Regions from separate parts of the Mus musculus genome. Here region 2 is linked to region 1. Evidence: chromatin contacts called from public Hi-C data. All regions are on one chromosome and are shown on one strand. The core of a region is the stretch at or near the end of the contact, and the rest is flanking DNA. Distances in the headings are between cores, read along the strand shown. Region 1 overlaps Pde1a (phosphodiesterase 1A, calmodulin-dependent). Region 2 has its middle 38 kb from the start of Pde1a.

Region 1 (5,928 bases), core at 2,237-4,736:
GCTTTATTGTGAAGAAAGAGGGAGGGAGGACCGCTTTGTATCTTAACCTTGAATCAAACTTCTGAGGCTATTGCCTTGGCCTCCTGAGAGCTTGGATTCTGGATGTAGCACCACCACCCCAGGCAACCTTAACCTCTAATGAGCAGGAGGTTCTTCACAGGGGCTCTGTAAACTATTTCCCCTGCTTCTTGAGAAGTTATTCTTTAAGATGCATTGGGAAGAAACTGGAACCATGGAAATTTTCTTCAGTCTTGGTGGCTGGCATGCTTTTAAAAAAATCTCCTACTTTCATTTGCATTGTAATGCTTTTATTTATTCTTTGAGATGTCCATTCAAAACATTTTGATCATGTTTTTTCCCTTCTCACACTCTCCCCAGATCTTTCACCACCTCCCTACCCACCAACTTTCTGTTCTTTGTCTCTCACAACACACACACACACACACCAACATCCACTGGAAAAAATATTTTGAGTCTGTTATTAAAAAATAAAAATTGGTTGTGATCCACAAACTTAAGGCTGAAAACCTTTTGTATTCACAGCAGAGAATTGGCAGAGTGAGGAATACTTGTGCTAGAGGGCTTAGCTCGTGTTTCCAGTCCCAAACAAGAAATACTTTTATTGTTTTCTCCTACTGATTTTTTTAAATTAAGAATAAAAACATGACCAGATGGTGGTGGCACATGCCTTTTAATCCCAGCACTCAGAAAGCAGAGACAGGTAGATCTCTGAGTCGAGGCTAGCCTGATCTACAAACTGAGTTCCAGGACTGTTACACAGAGAAACCTTGTCTCAAAAGAACAAAACCCAAAACAATAATATAAGTACAATATGATTATTATAAATAATATAAAATATTGACATTTGAAACTTTTCTTTCATTTTTAGAAATTTTAAAGTAAAATTACCAAGGAATTTTGTTTTAAGAAATGTGTCTTATTTTCTTGGCATTAAAAATGATAAACATACTTCCCAGTGACTAATTTTTACATTGAACTTACAAAATTGAACAAAAACCCAAATGGCTTTCTGTAAATCTGAAAATATCCATTGTTTAAAGTAGATAAATACTGCAAAGCTCACCTACCGCTTTTTCCAGAGTGTGAACTGCATTCCTAGCACAAAGAATATGCTTTGCACATTTTATTCCATGTCTTTCAAACCTTGATTGTTTTCTATGAAAGGAGAGGCTGTTGTGTTCCACTGCACTTAAAGAAGAGAAGGAGTCACTGCTGGCATTTTCCTAGCCTCCAGTAACTCTGGTTATTGTGAGGAAGGGTCACAGAAGACACACAGAGAGCAGAGGCAATGAAAGGTTTTCCTATTCACAAGATGCTCTGTACAAGCAAGATCAGCATTTCGCACAGTGATACTCTTCGTATTTTTATTCATAGCAACATAAAACAATATAATATTAAAGTAATACCAACGGAAAATCTCTTTAGGGTTAAAAAATGGGCAAAACTTCTGTGTTTGCTAGGCCCCGGCATAGTCTCACAAGAGACAGCTCTATCAGAGTCCTTTCAGCAAAATCTTGCTAGTGTATGCAATGATGCCTAGCAAACACAGAAGTGGATGCTCACAATCAGCTATTGGATGGATCACAGGGCCCCCAATGGAGGAGAAAGTACACAAGGAGCTAAAGGGGTCTGCAGCCCTATAGGTGGAACAACAATATGAACTAACCAGTACCCCCGAAGCTGATATCTCTAGCTGCATATGTATCAGAAGATGGCCTAGTCGGCCATCAGTGGAAAGAGAGGTCCATTGGTCGTGCAAACTTTATATGCCTCAGTACAGGGGAACGCCAGGGCCAAGAAGTGGGAGTGGTGGGTAGTGAGTGGGGGGGGGGGGTATGGGGGACTTTTGGGAAAGCATTGGAAATGTAAATGAAATAAATACCTAATTTTAAAAAATGGGCAAAACAAGAACCATTTATAAAAAATTCAGAGTTAGTTTTCTTTTTGGGGGGGAGGGGGTTTGGGGTTTTTTTTGTTGTTGTTGTTTTTGGGTTTTTTGGGGGTTTTTTGTTTTGTTTTGTTTTCTCAAGACAATGTTCCTCTGTCTAGCCCTGGCTGTCCTGGAACTCACTTTGTAGACCAGGCTGGCTTCGAACTAAGAAATCCACCTGCCTCTGCCTCCCGAGTGCTGGGATTAAAGGCATGTGCCACCACACCTGGCCAGAGTTAGTTTTCAAGATCCAGTCAACTCCATGATACGCGGGAGCCTAAGGACATTCCGGACTGGCTCAGGGCTGCCTGGAGACACTTCTAGGGCCCCGTGGTAACAGAGTTTGCTCCTGGAATGGAAACACTTGGCAAGGAGAGTGAGTTGATAATGATGGGGACAGAACTTCTCTGTGCCAGCCCAGCTCACACTCTGTCTCTGTCTGATCAGTGGACAGGGACTCAGTGAGACCTATGCCGCCTCCACGGAATCTCACTTCCCATCCAGATCTGGCCAGGTGACCCATCCGATACCAAGGACTCGGGGCTCCCTGACACAACTGCCTGCCATCTGAAATTCCATGTAGTGCCAATGAAAAAGATTACTCAGACACGTGATAAAACATAAGGATGCCCTCATTCAGAATCATGTGAAAGAAAGAATGGAGCACAACTCCAGACACAGAGAGGGCAAGAGGGAACTGACAGGGAACCGGTTGGGTGAGGTAGTGGAAAATGATGACCTAACAGCTTCTCACTGAAGACAGGCCAGGACCATCAGACATCACTTAGGGATGGTGGAAGATTAGGAAACTAATGTTGAAAACAAGGTTCACACTAGTCTGACTTAGCAGGATGCCTGGCTAACACTAGATTTTAAAAGTGCAGGGATGACTCTAGAAGATTCAGAAGTCTAACGAGGGTCTGGCTGAGCAAACTCTTTGTCAATCCAAAATGATCACTCTTGTTTTTGATTCTACAGAGAAATTCCCTAAAGACAAGCATACTCATACTTGATACTTTCTTTCTAAAGGATTTTTTTCAAATAAAAGGGGATCAGTTTTGACATGAAGAAGTTTAAGAAAAAATTTACCTGTATTTAAAGATTATGTTTATTGGGAGATTCGCAGATGCTTCCTTGAACAGGTAGAAGCTAAGACATTTGGGAAACGGAAAGAGAAAGGCAAGTGAGGCAAGCGAAGGAACAAGAAGTTTCTGGCAAGCACTGAGTTGTTGCAAGACTTTAGCTTTACAAATCCACTAACTACTTCAAGATGCTTTGAGGGGGACTTACTTTAAAAGTGTTTACATGCATAAGCATACATATCTTGCATTGATCCAGTGTCTTTTGTCCCCGTCAGAAAAAAAACAATTTTTTTCCACTCATTTCAAAAGGAGTGGAGAGCTAGAGTACTTGTAATAAAAGATTACCGAGCGAAAAACACGTGTTGGTTTCATAACTATTCTTTAGGCCATGCAAGCCTTTATAAGAACAAGAGGAACCAAAGAAACAGGGAAGCTGTGTATTGTGTGTTGAAATTTGATGAAGCAAGGAGAGAGACGTAATCATGGACTACAGTCAGAGACACGTGACTGGAAGAAGCAGTGTTGCCTACTGGTAACCTCCTGGGGAGGCCTAGCAAAGCTGGTCTGTTCAAATTACTGTGTGTAAGCTGGTGTCTTCCTACCAGACATAAAAAGGGCATGTTGCACATGTGGATTTGGTAAAATTATTTGGAATAAGGTGAAAAAATGAGATAATGTCAGAAAATGATTTCCTGGGCTTTATTATTTATTGCAAGAAAGTAAGATAATGGAATGCCAGGCATCCATCTGTCATCGCCTCTCCTTGAGTGGCTAAGGTGCCATGTCTTGGGGCAGCCTATGCTAAACTGTGCTCTATGCACAGAGAAATGAGACAGTAAAGATACAAATATTTTATATGTGCTTATGGCCACATACAAAATTATTTAATTTTATAAGATAATATTCAGACTCAATTCTTCAGATCCATGGTATGATAAGAAGTAGAAATGATGTAAAGACCAAACTTATTTTCTCCAGAAATATCAGCTCCTTCTTTCTCCCTATTTTTCCAGTTTGTTAACATCCTTTGCAAGTCTGTCAATGGTGTAGAAGAAGTGTCAGGATTGAAATGGCAGTCTGGGTGTGTGAGGAAAGCTAAATCATTTGACATTTCAGCCTCTTCTGAGAGGTTGCTCTGTTTTGTGGAAGCTATAAGTCTTGCATTGAACTTTCTGAAGCAATTAAGTTGGAAGTTCCTGTGTTGACTTCCCTCAATGACGGACCACAACCTGTATGATGAATTAAACCATTTCCCAAACTTCTTTTAGTCGAGGTGTTTCTCACAACCTAGCTAGAATATAAGCAGTAAGTGAGAATTCATATGAAGGAATAAGGTGGCAATCAGCAAACAGGAAGCTATTTACTCAAGAGAAGCATCCGGCCTAACAGGGATTTTGAATACACAGATTTGCAAGATTGTTGCTGAAGGCAAGTCAAGTATTGGACAGCCTACAAGAAAGCACCGTGAAGGGACTACTTGGCTTTGTGCCTCATTTTGTGTGCCCTGAATTAAGGCCAGAGAAATGCTGCATGGTGATTTCTCACCCGATATGTGGAAGGAGGAAGTGAATTAAGACTGAGACCGGAAGCCCACTGTGCAAGTCTTGCAAGTACAGACACCCTTCTACCCCATTTATTATTAGTTTGACATTTATTATTTCAATCTCTTTGTTTATTTAATTTCATTTTAAAAAAGAAGAAATGATGATGGCTAGAGAAAGAGTTATTGTTTTCCTTTGGTTCACAATGACCCAGATTTAGTCATTTAACAGATGGTAATTTTTAACCATTCAATATTTCAAGTCTAGCCCAAAGTTTATTAATCACATCACGGTGGTTTTATACTTTTCTCATAGTTTTAATTATATACGTGCCTAGGGATCCTTATAAATTTTCTTTTGAAACATACATACAAAATATATGAGCTTGATAATCTAAGTAGATGTTGGTGAAAAAGAGCCAAAATTATGTATTCTAAATTTTAATGATTGTATTGATACATTCTGTGGGAATTTATAAAACTCCTAACAAATTACAGGCATTGCAAGAAATTTTAAAGTGGACAATTGGCATTCTTCACCTGAGAAAACATCTTTTTAAATTCCATCCTTCAATATGTATATTCAGGAATAACAATATGTAGAGGACATTCTAAAACTTTAACTTTACAACTATCCACTTGGAAGATCTTCCCAAATACCCCCAAAATCAGGACTAACACTCATTTCAGAGGCTGGGGAGATGGCTCAGTGTATAAGAACTTGTGTGCATGCATGAAGACCTAAGCTAAAATCTCCAGACAGTCCTGTGTAACCCCACACCAGGGACCACAGACAGTTTGGGGTTTGCTGCCTGCAAGCCAAACTCCATGTTCAGTGAGTGGCTCCATCTTAAGGTAATAAGGTAGAGAGTGATAGAATAGGATGCTCAAAACCCTCCTCTGATCATTGTGCATGTACATGTACATTTGAACACACCAGACACATACACACACATATAATATGCACACACATGAGCATACACAAATAAATAATAAATAAATATTTTTAAAATAACTAAACACAATTTACTTTTCCCAAAAATTTTTACAAAGATGTTTTTGCACATGAATTTTGATGATGCAACCATGATCATTAATTAAAATATACATTTCACTCTTGAGTTTCCAGCATCGACAATGCTCGAAAAAAGTATTCAAATGAATTTGCACAGATAAATTATAATATACAAATATTTGTTATGAAAATAATCATGGATTGTGACTTAGGGTTCTGTAGGGAAAGGGACTAAAATTTTGCACAGGATTTCTTTTGTGTTTTTGTAACCAGCTCTCTCCTGATCTTCTTTTTAAATATCTTAGATTTTTTTCTCTGAAAGCATTTTCTTACTAAGAGT
Region 2 (5,928 bases), core at 2,105-4,604, 88 kb after region 1:
AGAAATGTTAAATAGTCTTAAAGCTTCGAAACGGAAATTATTCCATTTCCCATAGTGTAGTAAGTAAAGGGCAGTGTATTCATTCAATGACACTACACAGCAATGAATATTAAAAAGCAAAAACCACAATGAAAATACCAATAAACAAGCATTAAGCAAAAACAAAACATAACACCATTGAATGAATCTACTTAGACATTAATCAATTAATTAATTAATTAATTAATTAGAACAGGCAAAACTAGTTCATGTCTTTAAGAAACAGCTGGCATGTGGCATGGCTAGTGATCAGAAAATCGGCATGAGGGGCAGAGCCACAATAAACACACTGAGATTGCAGCTGATGTTAGATTTGGAAGCAATAGGAACTCCACACTGACCAGTGTAATAGATACAAGAAATGCAGGTGCAAAGACTCCTACTAAAGAGCTCACCATCTGTTAACGATCTGCCTTCTAATTTTCTCATGCCATAAGTGGTTACTCATGACAATGAGAAACCAGCAACTTCTAAGGAAGACAGTCCTTTTGTTAAGACAAACAAACCAAAGAAATCTGGCATTTTGCTGGTAAGATGGCTTGGTGGACAAAGGAACTTAGGAGCAAACCTGGTGACCCAAGTTCAATCCGCATAACCCACACGATGGAAGGAGGGAGCCAGTTACCATGAGTTGTCCTCTAACCTACCTATGTGTGGCATCCTGTGCCTACATATACACATTATAAACAAACAAACAAACAAACAAACAAACAAATAAATGTAAATAAATAAATAAACAAACAAACAAATGTAATTTTTATAAATCTAATGTCATGCGTGCAATTTCCTTTGGTTAAAACGTGGCTTACTTTGCTAGTTCTTTACTCTGAAGCAATATGTACAATAAATTTGAATATCTAGTTAAAGCACTTCAAGCAATTGCAGTCAATTAACATAGTGCCCTCTTAAGTCTTACTCTTGATTAAACACCTCCCAACTCTTAATTGACATTTCATAGAAAGTGCCAGAACCTGCCCCATCATACTTCTAATATTCTCATGTGCAAACATCACTGGTGAGGAAGAATGGTGTGGTTTGATGCAAATATTCAAAATGTGTGATCTTAATCAAGTACCTCAGAGATGAGTTTCCTTGGTGATAGTCAAGAGATGATGAAGGCAATCTGAGTATGCTTTTGAAGAAGGTTCCAGATCTCACTCCAGCTTGATGTTCTCATTTTAATATCCTGTTGTGCTTTTCAGACTCACTGTTAATTTCCTCCCATTCACAAGCCTTCCTTCATTCCCTACTTCTACTGTGTTTTCTACTTTGAAACATAGCAAACCTTTCTCAAAACCGTTAGCTAAATTTCTCCTGTGTAGTCAGTTCATTCCCTCATTGCATGGGTATCTCTGTTGTCTTGTGCAGCGTCTGTGTACTTTGATAGGAGAAATAATAATGATGAATACAGACCTGTAAATACTTGTTCCTACTTACTCTGGGTATTCTATCATGGACCAAACAAAGCATCAGTGGTAGCCAATTATCCTGATGCCTTTAAGTTGGATGTTTATAATAGCATAAATGTCTATACAGCCAGGAAGTTCATCTTAGTGGCTAAATGAATTTCTGTCTTTCATGCTTTTTTTTGAACATCCAAGACCATTTACATTGATGACCTTATTTTTCATCTTCTCTAAAGAGCAAAATTATTGTATGATTATTTTGCAGACTTCACATAGCAATTTCAACTTTTTTGTTCCTAAAACCGAGGTCTGATTTATTCTTTACAACATAAAAGTGAACCAAGATAACCATGTAAGTGGATCTGCTATCAACAGTCAATATATTCTTTTTTCTTATTGTTTGAAATTAGGAAGTAATAAAATCTGGTATAATTGGAGCAATGCACAGTCTTCAAATAGTCATTGATAATGACTACATAATACTTTTATAATGATGACTCTGGCTAGGCCAGGAAACGCAGAGCTATGGAGGAAATGGCAAAGCTGAGATAAGAGGTCAACTCTCCCATCCATGACATACAGAGCCAAGGGCAAATCCCTTGACTTTCTATATTAACTTCTTCTTCTGTGATATGAGAACAGTAGTACCATTTCCTGCTATGTCAGTACAGTAGTTATATTGGAAGCTAGTTTATGGTAAGTGCTAGAAGGAGTTGCTAATTTGTTTTAAGTAGATAAAATCTTGAAACATGTGAAAGTGGGCAAGAAGACTAAAGCTTTTACTTTAATGGATGTTTTTAATTCACTGAAAACTTTCTGATTATGAGGTGATAATGGTAAGAGGTATTGCTGGATAAAACTGAAGGTTTAGCTTTATAACTAAGGACATCAACATCATATTTTCATGAACTCTCTCTTGAAATCTGAGTTATTGAAATGTCATCAAATGAAAGGAATGGGAAAGAAAAACACAAATATTCCCGGTATTATTCTGCAAATCAAATCATATAACAGATGGTATGACCTGGAGAGGATACTTCCAAGAGAATAACATAAAACTCAGTCATCCACAAATTTAATGTGTAAGGACTTACTTTGTCTTTTATTATTTCAGTTTATCTAAAGTGAGCTTGAAGCTGTAAATGCAAATGTAATGAACTATAAATATCGTCTGTCTGTACCTCTATACTGCAGTTAGAATGAAGATCATGATGTGTAAGGACTGGCTTGCTATAAGATTAAAGGTACCACACAGTGGTGCTTTCCTTTTATGCTAAACCAAAATGGTATGTTAATTAGTAAGCTAATAAATTTAATCCTTAAAAACAAACGGATTGTTGACCATAGAAGATGTTGAAATGGTAATGAACCTACTTCCTGGGGATGTTAAGAAGCTAAAGTAATATTCACATCTCTGATATTCCAGCAGCTCTCAGGGAGAAAATCATGGTCCATTACACTAACTGAATTCTAAATCTATAACAAAGTACCCTCTCCAGTCATGACTCATTGTTCAGAAGAGATCCTTCTTAATACAGACTTACTCTGTTCATGTCCTAAGTAAGTCTAAACGTGTGTCGAAGTCGTCTTTGCCATGACCTTGTGACCATTCACCTCTACTGAAGAATCATCTGAGTCTCTTAGAGGGTGATTGAGATATGGCTCCTGAAAGGCAGAGGGCAGAGGTAGTGGTTCCATGGTTATTGTAGATCCAGGAACTGGTATTCCACCGAGCACTGAACAACTATTTGCTATCGTTTTGTCATAGAAGAGTGGAACTCATCTCCTGTCTTCTCAGGAGCATGTTCTGTGTGCTTCCAGTCAGTTTCTCTACATGGAGAGATAAGGTGGAAGGAAAGAAGAGTGAAGGAGAGGTGCATGAAGTAATGTCTCCAATGCTCACAGTAAAGGGGAAGACTTTTATTATGCAACACTGAGGGGAAAGTGGTAATGAAAGGGGAAGAGAAGGAGGCTTAGTCTGTTGTCACTTGAACAACCTTCCTCCTTCTTCCATTGGTCTGTTACTTAAGACATCATTACTAAACCACTTCATAAGGCATGGCAGGAATGTCTATACAATACCATCTCAGCCCTGCACATGCTAAGGAGTATTCTAATTCGGGGTAAAGTCTATTCCTGAGCATTTACATAGCATCTGGTATTTGAAAAGTAAAAGGTAAATAAATGTCACTTGCTACTATTAAAGTGGCAATTTTAGTGGCAACTATTAAACACGATCTTACTCTGAAACGGATTAATGTAAAGAATTCAATATCACCATTTTTAAATATCCAATGTAATAATCGTGTATTCAAAGACCAATATGCTAGCTAGACTTATGTCAACTTGATACAACTAGAGTTTTATAAAAAGAGGGGACCTCATTTGATCCAGCTACAAGGCATTTTCAAATTAGTGATTGGTGGGGGAGGGTCCAGCCCACTGTCCATGATCATGCCATTCTTGGTCTGGTGGTCCCGGATCCTATAAAGAACCAGGTTGAGTAAGCCATAATGAGCAAGCCGGCAAGCAGCATCCCTCCACAGCGTCTGGATCAGTTCGTGCCTCTAGGTTCCTGCCCTGACTGAGTTCCAGTTCACCTTCCTTTGGATGATGAACAGTGGTGTGGAAGTGTAAGGCAGATAAACCCTTTCATCCCCAAGTTGCTTTGGATCATGGTGCCTCATCATATCAATAGTAACATTAACTAAGACAACCAAAAAATGTTAAATCTAATTGAAATGGGGCTACTGAGAAGTAGGTCTGTCCCAAAAAAACTCTACAAGGTTTTTTTTTTTTTTTTTTTTTTTTTTTTGGAATTTAAATGCAATCTTTTACAATTCAATCCAGTGATCTACCATGAGGGGACAGTCTGCCTTTATGTGACTTCTGGGAATAATCTAAGGACATTGATTGCTGCCAAAATATCTAACTTGAATCTCATAAGGCTTTAGAACAATTTTCCAGGTTTTTGGAAATAGATGACATAGACAAAAACAGTGAACCATGCATGAAGTAAGGAAAGAGTAGTATACGTATACAGAGTGTGGGACAGTCTTCACCACGGCTATCCTATGCTCCTTAATACCCAGTCAAAGGGAAAGCAGTCTGAGAGGATACCAGATTAGAGTCTAAAGAGTTGCAGCTCTGAAGAAACGAGACCAATACAGTACAGGAACCTAGGCTGTATCCTGCTTTGAAAATGTGTTTTAAAGACATTATGAGAACTCAAGATAATTATATATTAATAAGTAACATAATTATTAATTTTAGTAGCATATTAATATGGTATTTAGGCAAAATTTTGTTCTTGAGGAATTTGTGCTAGAATACCTAGCTGTAAATGTGATGATTTCTATAACTTTATTTAAATGATTTGGCAAAAATATTCTAGAGTATATTAAATTCTAATATGTATAAATCAAACAATAAATTCATTGTATTTCTATATAAAAATATAGTATATGTAAAATATTACATATTTTATGTATTATTAGCATATTATTTTACAAATTGTTAGCTTTGTTGAACCTTGGCTAATAATTTTTAAAATATTTTTACAATAAACATGTTATTGTACAATTTTTATTTTTCTAATATTTGAAATTTTGCATAATTATAAAGATGTTTTCAAGGCCTCTGTTTTACTTGCATGTATGTCTGAATACCAGTGTGTACTGATGCTGGAATAAGCAAGAAAAGGGTATCAGAGTCCCTGGCATGGGAGTTACAGAGAGTAGTAAGCTGCCATGTGGCTTATATGGAATTGGACCCATGCTTCTAGAAAAGCTGAAAGGCTCTTAACTGTTGCGTCACCACTTCAGCCCTGAATAAGCTTGTTTTTCTAATTAAGATAAACCTAGCCTCATGAGATTAAACAGCAGCTACTAGACAGGAACAATATAGGGGTTGAGCACCTACTGCTATCTATCAATTGTTTCTCTCTCCTCTCTCTCTCTCTCTCTCTCTCTCTCTCTCTCATAATCTATGTCTCTCTCTGTCCATGTCTGTGTGTGTGTGTGTGTGTGTGTGTCTGTCTGTCTGTCTGTCTGTCTCTCATTCTTGCTCTTCCTCTCCCTCAAAGAAGACAGAAGACACCCACCTCTGTCTGGCCTTATCTCCATATGATTTAGATATACACAGACACACACACAATGACTGACTACGTTGACTACAAGACACTTTTCCCAGATTACAGGGTCAGGATATGTCTTCTATGCCATCCTCTTTGACATTTGATTGCTGAGAAACAGAGAAAGAGAGTCACATAAGACTTTTAGCAAACTCACACTCTTTGCAATGCCTAAAACAACTAGCAATTGGAGGGGTCAAATATTAGATCATCCAGGAAATGTATGACTTTGTTAACAGGTCCATCCTGTAATATATTCTCTACAATTGCACTCAAGCATATACAGGATGCCCAGTAGCTAAAAGATAAAATTTGGATATAACTCTTAAAATGAATATATTTTCCACAAGG

Evidence for each region. Hi-C and Micro-C count contacts between places; a contact is called where the count stands out from the background.
Region 2: a Hi-C map of bone marrow shows a contact between it and region 1, with 1.9 times the contacts expected there. The contact joins two enhancer-like sites. A contact is called at or near these places in 5 of 484 Hi-C or Micro-C datasets (bone marrow, erythroblasts, macrophages and 2 more).

What each region holds. Positions count from the first base shown.
Region 1 is chr2:80,077,130-80,083,057 of GRCm38.p6, forward strand. All of the region lies in intron 2 of Pde1a (phosphodiesterase 1A, calmodulin-dependent), which reads right to left. Among named protein-coding and RNA genes, the nearest start is that of Pde1a, 49 kb to the right of the region's middle. Within about 2 kb of position 3,487, at least 40 of the 459 cell types and tissues checked have an H3K27ac peak or open chromatin away from gene starts, as enhancers often do. A contact at or near this core is called in bone marrow, where this site is marked.
Region 2 is chr2:80,164,902-80,170,829 of GRCm38.p6, forward strand. It overlaps a transcript of Pde1a not described here. Among named protein-coding and RNA genes, the nearest start is that of Pde1a, 38 kb to the left of the region's middle. Within about 2 kb of position 3,355, at least 12 of the 459 cell types and tissues checked have an H3K27ac peak or open chromatin away from gene starts, as enhancers often do. A contact at or near this core is called in bone marrow, where this site is marked.